Regions from separate parts of the Mus musculus genome. Here region 1 is linked to region 2. The links are chromatin contacts, called in public HiChIP or PLAC-seq maps. All regions are on one chromosome and are shown on one strand. Each heading gives the region's core, a stretch centred on a gene start, on an enhancer-like site or on the middle of the called end of the contact. The rest is flanking DNA. Distances are from core to core; before and after follow the strand shown. Region 1 holds the start of Mcf2 (mcf.2 transforming sequence). Region 2 holds the start of Zic3 (zinc finger protein of the cerebellum 3).

Region 1 (3,563 bases), core at 572-3,071, 2.1 Mb before region 2:
GATTTCGGATACATCATCACTGTGTGAACAATACAGTTCATGAAAGGACTGCTGACATTTATAGAAGACATTTGTTCCCTAAAACTATAGTGGCACCTGGCGTGGTGAAGCATGTCTTTAATCCCAGCACTCTGAAGGCAGAGGCAGGTGGATTTCTAAGTTGGAGGCCAACCTGGTCTACAAAGTGAGTTCCAGGATAGCCTGGGCTATACAGAGAAACCCTGTCTTGGGGGGGGGGGGGGCGGAGATATAGTGGCACTGGAAATGGACTTAAAGCATGTGACCAGGCAGAGGCAGGTGGATTTCTGAGTTCGAGGCCAGCCTGGTCTACAGAGTGAGTTCCAGGACAGCCAGGGCTACACAGAGAAACTCAGTCTCGAAAAACAAAAACAAACAAAACAAAACAACAAAAAAGCATGAGACCATCAGAACAGCCATTTCTTTTAAGGAACATCAGGGGGAAATTTTCACTATGTATGAAACAGTAGTTTCTACAGAAATAATAGGCTTTTTTTGTTTGTTTGTTTTTTTTTAATCTGAGACAAGGTTTCTCTGTGTAGCCCTGGCTGTCCTGGAACTCACTCTGTAGACCAGGCTGGCCTCAAACTCAGAAATCCACCTGTCTCTGCCTCCCAAGTGCTGGGATTAAAGGCGTGTGCCACCACTGCCCGGCTTCTATAGCTTTTCCTTTTTTTTTTCCAGATTATAATTTATTTACCAGATTTCTTTTTTCCCCCTTCCCTCCCTCCAGCCCCTCCCCCCTACCTCCCTGCTAGCCCTTCAAAGTCCTGCTGCTCTAGCTTTTGTTATGAGCAGCTAGCTTTCCCTTACTCTTCCAAAGCTTTCTTCTGGGGAGCTTTGGGCTTAGGAGAAGGGATTGGCTGGGACCTCCCATCCTTTCTCACTTGGTTCTTCAAGAGGATGTCTTGTCTTGCTGCCACCCCCCCCATTCCCCTGGTCAGTTTGTTGTTATTTTTCGTTTTAATTGCGTATGTGATGTTTTTGAGACAGGATCTTTTGTAAGTAGCCCAGACTGGCCTGGAATGGGCTATGTCGCTGGAGATAACCCTGATCCTTCAGAGTCCATCTCCTACCCAGAAGTGCACACTAGGAAAACACTCTACCAACTGATCTGTATGTTCAGATTCGACTTTGGTTATTATTTATTTTTGTGCATAACATATGTATTACAGTGCATGTAGAGGTCAGGGAACACTTATGTGGGATCAGTTCTCTTATTATACCATAACTTACACAGGGTTCCTTTAACCCAGGTTGATCCAGCAAGTGTTTTTTACCTCACAGTCTTCTCAGTAGCCCATTTCTATTTCCTCCTTTCCTTTTTAAAGCAAGTCAGGAAACTTGGGCGAGTGCAGGCTGGTGGGGGGCAGGGTGGGAGAAGGCACATTCAGGCTAGAGCTCCAGCCCTTTTGGACTAACCAGGGCTGCTTTTCTGGCATCAGCAAAGCTCTCCAACAGTGTTATCTGCAGGTGCCCACACTGTGTATCCTTACTCCACTCCTGCCCTGCCCTGAGAAGCAGGATGCAAAGGAAGAAAACTCTTGACTCCAGCTCCCACTGCCTAGAGTGAGAGGTCGGGCGGTCTCCTCCCTACACGTGCTCCAGCCTTCCCTACCCCTCCGCGGGCGTATCTGTGGGGGCTGTCCCCTCTGGTTCTCGGTGTCCCGCCCCTGATCCATCCTGTTGGAAACTAGGCGGGGACGTGGGTGTACATCCACTCCGAGCGGAGTTGCTCAACTCTCAGTAGCTGAGGTCAGAAGTGCTCTGCAGCCAGAGTCTTGAAATCTCTGCAAGTTTCTGGGCTCCCTGTCCTGGGGCTTGTTGGTCCCAGCTAGGGGGCTCTAGTCTTCTAAGCCACTGAGCTGCGTAGACTGCGACCCTTCTGGCCGCGTCTGTGCTTGCACAGACGGGCTGCTAGCGAGCCAGAGTCCGGCAGTGGCCAGTTGAGGTTGGGGTCACCAACTAGCGAGTCTGGCTTGAGGATGGCGGAAGCAGGGCCCCCTCCAGCAAGGTTCCCTCCAGCAAGGCTCCCTCCAGCAGGGTCCTCTCGGGCTGGGCTCCCTCCAACAGGGTCCCCTCCCGCTTCCACTCCGGCCCTGGCCTCGCAGTGGCTGGCGGTCAAGCGTTTGCCTAGGGCTGCCGCCAAGGCGCCCAATCTCCAGCTGAATCAGGACCACTGTTCTTTCGTGCCGTTCACGCAGGCGGTCCCGGTGCAGGTGGACATGGCCATGGCCCTGCATCGCGTTAGGATCGCGGAGAAGTACGGGAAGAACTACCTCTGCTTGCTGCAGGCAGTCTTCCTAGCAGGTGAGTACCACATCCCTGTGCACTCCCACTCAGTTGCCTGGAACACTGGGCTCTCTCCCCTCTTCCCGGCTCCCTCCTCAACCTGTTCGGGTAGGGGATGTCTGGTGCACTTTGTCTTCTCTGCTCTCTCTCTCTCAATCAACCTCTCTCTCTCTCTCTCTCTCTCTCTCTCTCTCTCTCTCTCTCTCTCTCTCTCTCTCTCCCTCCGTCTCTGTCTCACTCTCTCTTTCTCCCTCTCCTTTCCCTGCCCCCATTCACTCCATAATCCACCCCCCCTGCTGTGGCACTCCTAGTTTAGAGCCGCCCAGACTGTGGACCTCAGTTCCTCAGGCCAGCTGCCACTCTGAGGATGTGTGTGGCTCTCTGCTCAGCTCAAGCCCCGCAGGTGGACCCCCAGAAGCCCGCCATGCAAGGTGAGACTGTTCCAGGTCTCTTCCTCACTTCCCACCACCACCCACCTGGATGCCTCTTGGTGGAGTTGGGAATGTTAAGGGAGGAATCTTCCTACACCGCATTCTGTACCCTAGAGCGGAACCTTGCTGAGGAGGAGGATGCAGATGCACTTCCCTGTAACACTCCCTGTAGTTTTTAAAGCGAGGTTTATTTACTTGTGTGGGTGGTTGCTGTTTGTTTCACGTACGCGTGCTAGGGCCAAGTCAAAAAGGCGCTTGGATTCTGAAAGCCGCGGGCCTGAAGTTGGAGGAGGAGTTTGCAGGCAAACTGCGGTCAAGAATTTGGGTTTTCTCACTAGGACCGCCACTTCTTTCCAGCCTGGTCCTATGAGCTTCCTGTCTTCCTTCAGCTCTTACTACAAAGGCGAAAGGCTCTTTCTTACTTGCCTTGGAGGGACAAAACCAAAGCTAACAAATGTCTTAACTGCTGCCACTGTTTTGGTAAAAAGCTTAAGAGTAGTGAGAGGCGGCACTTGATGTATACATATTGAGCTAGTCGGAGTTGCTTGGCTTTGGACTCTTGGTGTACCGTGAAGCATGCAGAGGCTCCTAAAATTTAAAGTTCCTCTAATACCATTAGCAGTCCAGGAATATCCGCCAGGTGCTGCAGCTCTGGCCATGTCTTTTGTGCGTCTGTGGTGCTTGCTTACCCTGCGGTGTTCCTTGTAATGGGAATTTGGGAATTAAAAACTAGACATGGTGTAGTTTTTCTTTTCTCAAATCAGGTAGCCACAGTGTGTGTTCCAAATTCCTCTTCTTGTTTGAGGCTGTCCACGAATTGGA
Region 2 (3,658 bases), core at 120-2,619:
GCTGAAGGTCCGGTCGCAGCTCTTCTTGGGCCGGCTCAGCTGAGCCTCCTCGATCCACTTACAGGACAGCTCCTGCTTGATGGGCTGCCGCATGTAACGGAAGAAGGCGCCCGGCCCGTGGTGGGCCGCCACGTTCACGCCCATGTTCATGTTCATGGGGCTATAGTTAGGGAACTGCGCACTGGCCGCGTAGGGGTCCGTGCGCGGGCTAGCCACGGGGCGGTATGGGTCTGCACGGCCAAATAGCTCCCCGCGCAGCCCCAGATGGACCTGGTTGTTGTCCACGTGCCCTGTGGGCGACGGGTGCCCAGCGCCCTGCTCATGAAGCCCAGGAAAGAGCAAGTAGCTAGGAGGCTCAGGAATACCAGCTGGAGCGTGAAGACTGCTCGCCGAGCCAGCGAAAAGCCCGTGCTGCCCGCCCCCGGAGGCTGCCTCGCTGAGCCCAGAACCGCGCTGACGGAACAGAAAGTCGCGCGTGGAGTTGAAAGCGGCGGAGGCAGCGCCGCCGTAGGTGGGCACCTGGCTGGCGTGATGGTGGTGATGGTGGTGGTGATGGTGGCCCAGGGCATTGGCATAACCTGAACCCTGCGGTGTGAACGCTGAGCTCTGGCCCGAAGACAGATCGTGAGCGGTGGCTGGGCTCAGCTTGAAGGCAGCGGCGGCAGCGGCGGCGGCCGCAGCGTGGGTTGAGTCCCCGAAGGGATTCAATCCCATGCCTGCAGGCTCGCGGTTGGGCATCTCGTGGTGGCGCGGAGCACCGAAGCTGCCCACTCCCAACCCAGGGAACTGCGGGCCTCCGTCCAGGAGCATCGTCATAGGTAGGGTGTTCTGGACACAGAAGATCCGGCCGAAGTGAGCAAGGGTGCAGGCGAAGGAGATCCCTGAAGGGCCGTAGTCGGAAAGGGATGGCGGCGGTTGAACACTGCCTGGAGACCCCCTAGGCGCTACCCGGAGCTGCAACTTTCCTAGGCTGCGAGAGTCTCCTGCAGAGGGACGGGAGGGAGGAGGGGAAGAAAAAGGATTGGGGGGAGGGCGATGGGAGAGGAGGAGGGAGGAGAAGGGAGGAGAAAAGACTCTAGGACTAAATCTGCTTAACAAACTAACAGGAGCGCACAAAGAAAAATAAGCAAAATAATAAGTGGAGGGCGGGGTTTGTCAATCCTGTCCCGGACACCCCTCCTCTACTCAAGAGCGCGGAACCACGGGGCCAGAGGCTCCTCGGGTCCCGGCTTTCAGGAGCAACTGCACCAAGAAGCAGAGGCGGAACGTGGCCAGAGGGCAGGCAGCCTGCAGTAAGCAGGCTCGAACCTCACTGCTCGCTTCGCGAGTCCAAGCCTCTTCACCTCCAGAGTAATGTCCTTGGACTGATAAAGTCAATCACTCACTCCTCGCACATAAACCGAGCGGGAGGCTGGGCAGCGCGCACCAATGGGGAGCCAGCTGGCCTGAGATCACCTGACCCCCGGCCCTGTCGCCCATTGGCCACCGACACAATGATTGGCAGCGCGAAGCGGAGAACATGGCAGCCGCTGCCGGGCGACCCCAGCTGATTGGGTAGCTGCGGAGCGCCCGGCAGGTGAGGCAGCCGCTGCTCAGCGTCCCTGAAAGGGATCCGCCGGGTTTGCGAGGCTGTGGGGAACTGGGGCCAGGCTTCCGCAAGCGGCGGGACAGAGCTGAGCCTCTCCCTGGCTTGGCCCTGCTCTAAGCCGGCAGCAAGCACCCCTCGCACGCTCTGTACCCGCCTAGACTAAAGAAACTCTTTGACCCAAGAAGATACTTGTCGTTGCCGTTCCCTTTCGGTCCAGAAGACACTGTGGTACCCACTTGGGACCCTGCTGCCTCACCACCTTGAGAACGTTTTCCTTCCGTAGGTACCGAGAACAAATTCCCGCATGAGTGGGGCAAATCTGTGTTCCTGATCAGCTGTGGCTTTCACCCCACACCCCATTAGATTATAAACCCAGGCCGGTTCAGTTTCTTCCCTGCCTGTGCCCCAAACTAGAGGTAGCTGTCCACTGCCCAAACTAGAAGAAACGATAGCTCATAGAGCCTACTAACGGTAATTCGGAGTCAGACTGTGACCGTGTGGTCTGTGATTAGCGGCTGTACTCACTGCTTCTCAGCAACATCCCCTTGTCCCGTGATAGAACAGACAACAATACAACAGCCATGTACAACACAACCTAAGCAAATAGCAGGAAACACGAATGAAACACAGAAAGCAAGCACACCTCCTGAAAGACGCAGAACATACTAAATAAAGTAAGCAACACAGTATCAACACTAAACAAAGCACAGAGAGCATATAGACACATACCAGAAACAAGCATAGATGCTAAATTAATGTGTAAGAACACAGCCTATGTATACAAAACACAGAGTAAAAACATACTAGACAGTGACTGTGCTTTTCGTGTGGCTGGAGCAACAAGCTTTGAATACTCAACATTCTGAAATGCCGAAGTGTTAAAAGGACAACAGGGAATGGAATTTTCCTCCCCTCTTAACATCCCGGGCTTTGCTCTCTTCTATGCCTATCCAGTGAAGCACCTAGTGACTCAGGGAAGCAGTCAGTCCCTCAAGGAATTGCTTTCCAGGGAACTGTGCTGGAGTGGCCTCTTTACCCACCACTCTTCCCCCTGGTGAGAGGTTTTTTGTTTTTGTTTTTTTTTTTTGTTGTTGTTGTTGTTTTTTGTATTTTTTCCCCCTCTGAACAAAATGACCAGAAGCAGGGTTATAAATCCACCCATGATTTGTGCGGCAAAGCACTAGCAAAGGGTGGAAGAAAGTGAGTGGGAAGAAAAGACTGAGAGGTGGCTGGGATTGTCACATCCCAAGCAGGGCAAAGCCTCTAAAAGTCTATGCCTTGAGGCAGGCTCACAGCCTGGCCGCCATCTCTCTGTAGCAAACAACAACTGATCAAGTTCAGAGGCGCCAGGAGAGACCGCCTCAAGCAGCGCGTTAGAACTGCAGCTTTTCCGGTTCTGCCCTCCTCCTATCTGACTGATCTGGCCAACACCTCACCTTCTAAGATAGTTTGCGGAGAGAAGGTGCTACTGGCACATCTTATAGTAAGTCACCCCTTCACAGCCAATTCACCCCAATCTCACTCCACATTTAGAGCCCACTCCCCAGATTGCAAGGTGAGAGTGCACTGATGACTTTTAAATTATTGCATTTACCGAAAACAAGCTCTTAAAAAAAAAAAAAAGAAACCTCTCTTCTCCCTCTACAGAGTTTCTTTGCGGGTGGAGTGGGGAGTTTTAGAGAAATATACAAATATACTTAAATCATGCAAATGAATTCCGTGGAGTCAGGTTTGCAAAAAAGGTTGGTTTGCTTTTCTTCCTTTTTCCCTTTGTCTTATTTTTCCTTAATTTCCTTCTGAGCATCCCAGTACCTCTCCTCACCCCTACCACCCCAAGACGTCTAGCTGCTTAGTAAAAAGTTTGGATCCTGTCAGCTTGGAGACTCAGGGAAAGCAGCTGTCCCGCTACCGCTGCTGCAAGAGTTTCCCGGCAGTCCCTGCAGATACCCGGATAAGCGAGGGTCTAGAAGGATTGGAAGTCTGAGCAAGCTACCCGGCAATGGCTTGGAGAAGAGGGTTGGTAGTTGGGGACTAGCATTCCTCTTTTTGGGGAGGAGTCTCGAACGCAGG

The links. HiChIP or PLAC-seq counts read pairs in DNA pulled down with a chosen protein or histone mark.
Region 1: an H3K27ac HiChIP or PLAC-seq map of embryonic stem cells shows a contact between it and region 2, with 5 times the contacts expected there. The contact joins the promoter of Mcf2 here to the promoter of Zic3 in region 2. A contact is called at or near these places in 1 of 39 promoter capture datasets (stem cell-derived epiblast-like cells) and 2 of 115 datasets of contacts at active chromatin or transcription factors (both in embryonic stem cells).

The regions. Positions count from the first base shown.
Region 1 is chrX:60,177,347-60,180,909 of GRCm38.p6, reverse strand. Mcf2 (mcf.2 transforming sequence) reads left to right here and starts at 1,821. Exons shown (of 28, transcript NM_001289731.1): 1 at 1,821-2,328. The coding sequence starts at 2,004.
Region 2 is chrX:58,028,339-58,031,996 of GRCm38.p6, reverse strand. Zic3 (zinc finger protein of the cerebellum 3) reads right to left here and starts at 1,369. Exons shown (of 3, transcript NM_009575.2): 1 at 1-1,369. The coding sequence starts at 816. RefSeq lists enhancers at 1,364-1,393, 1,536-1,566 and a cis regulatory region at 1,546-1,554.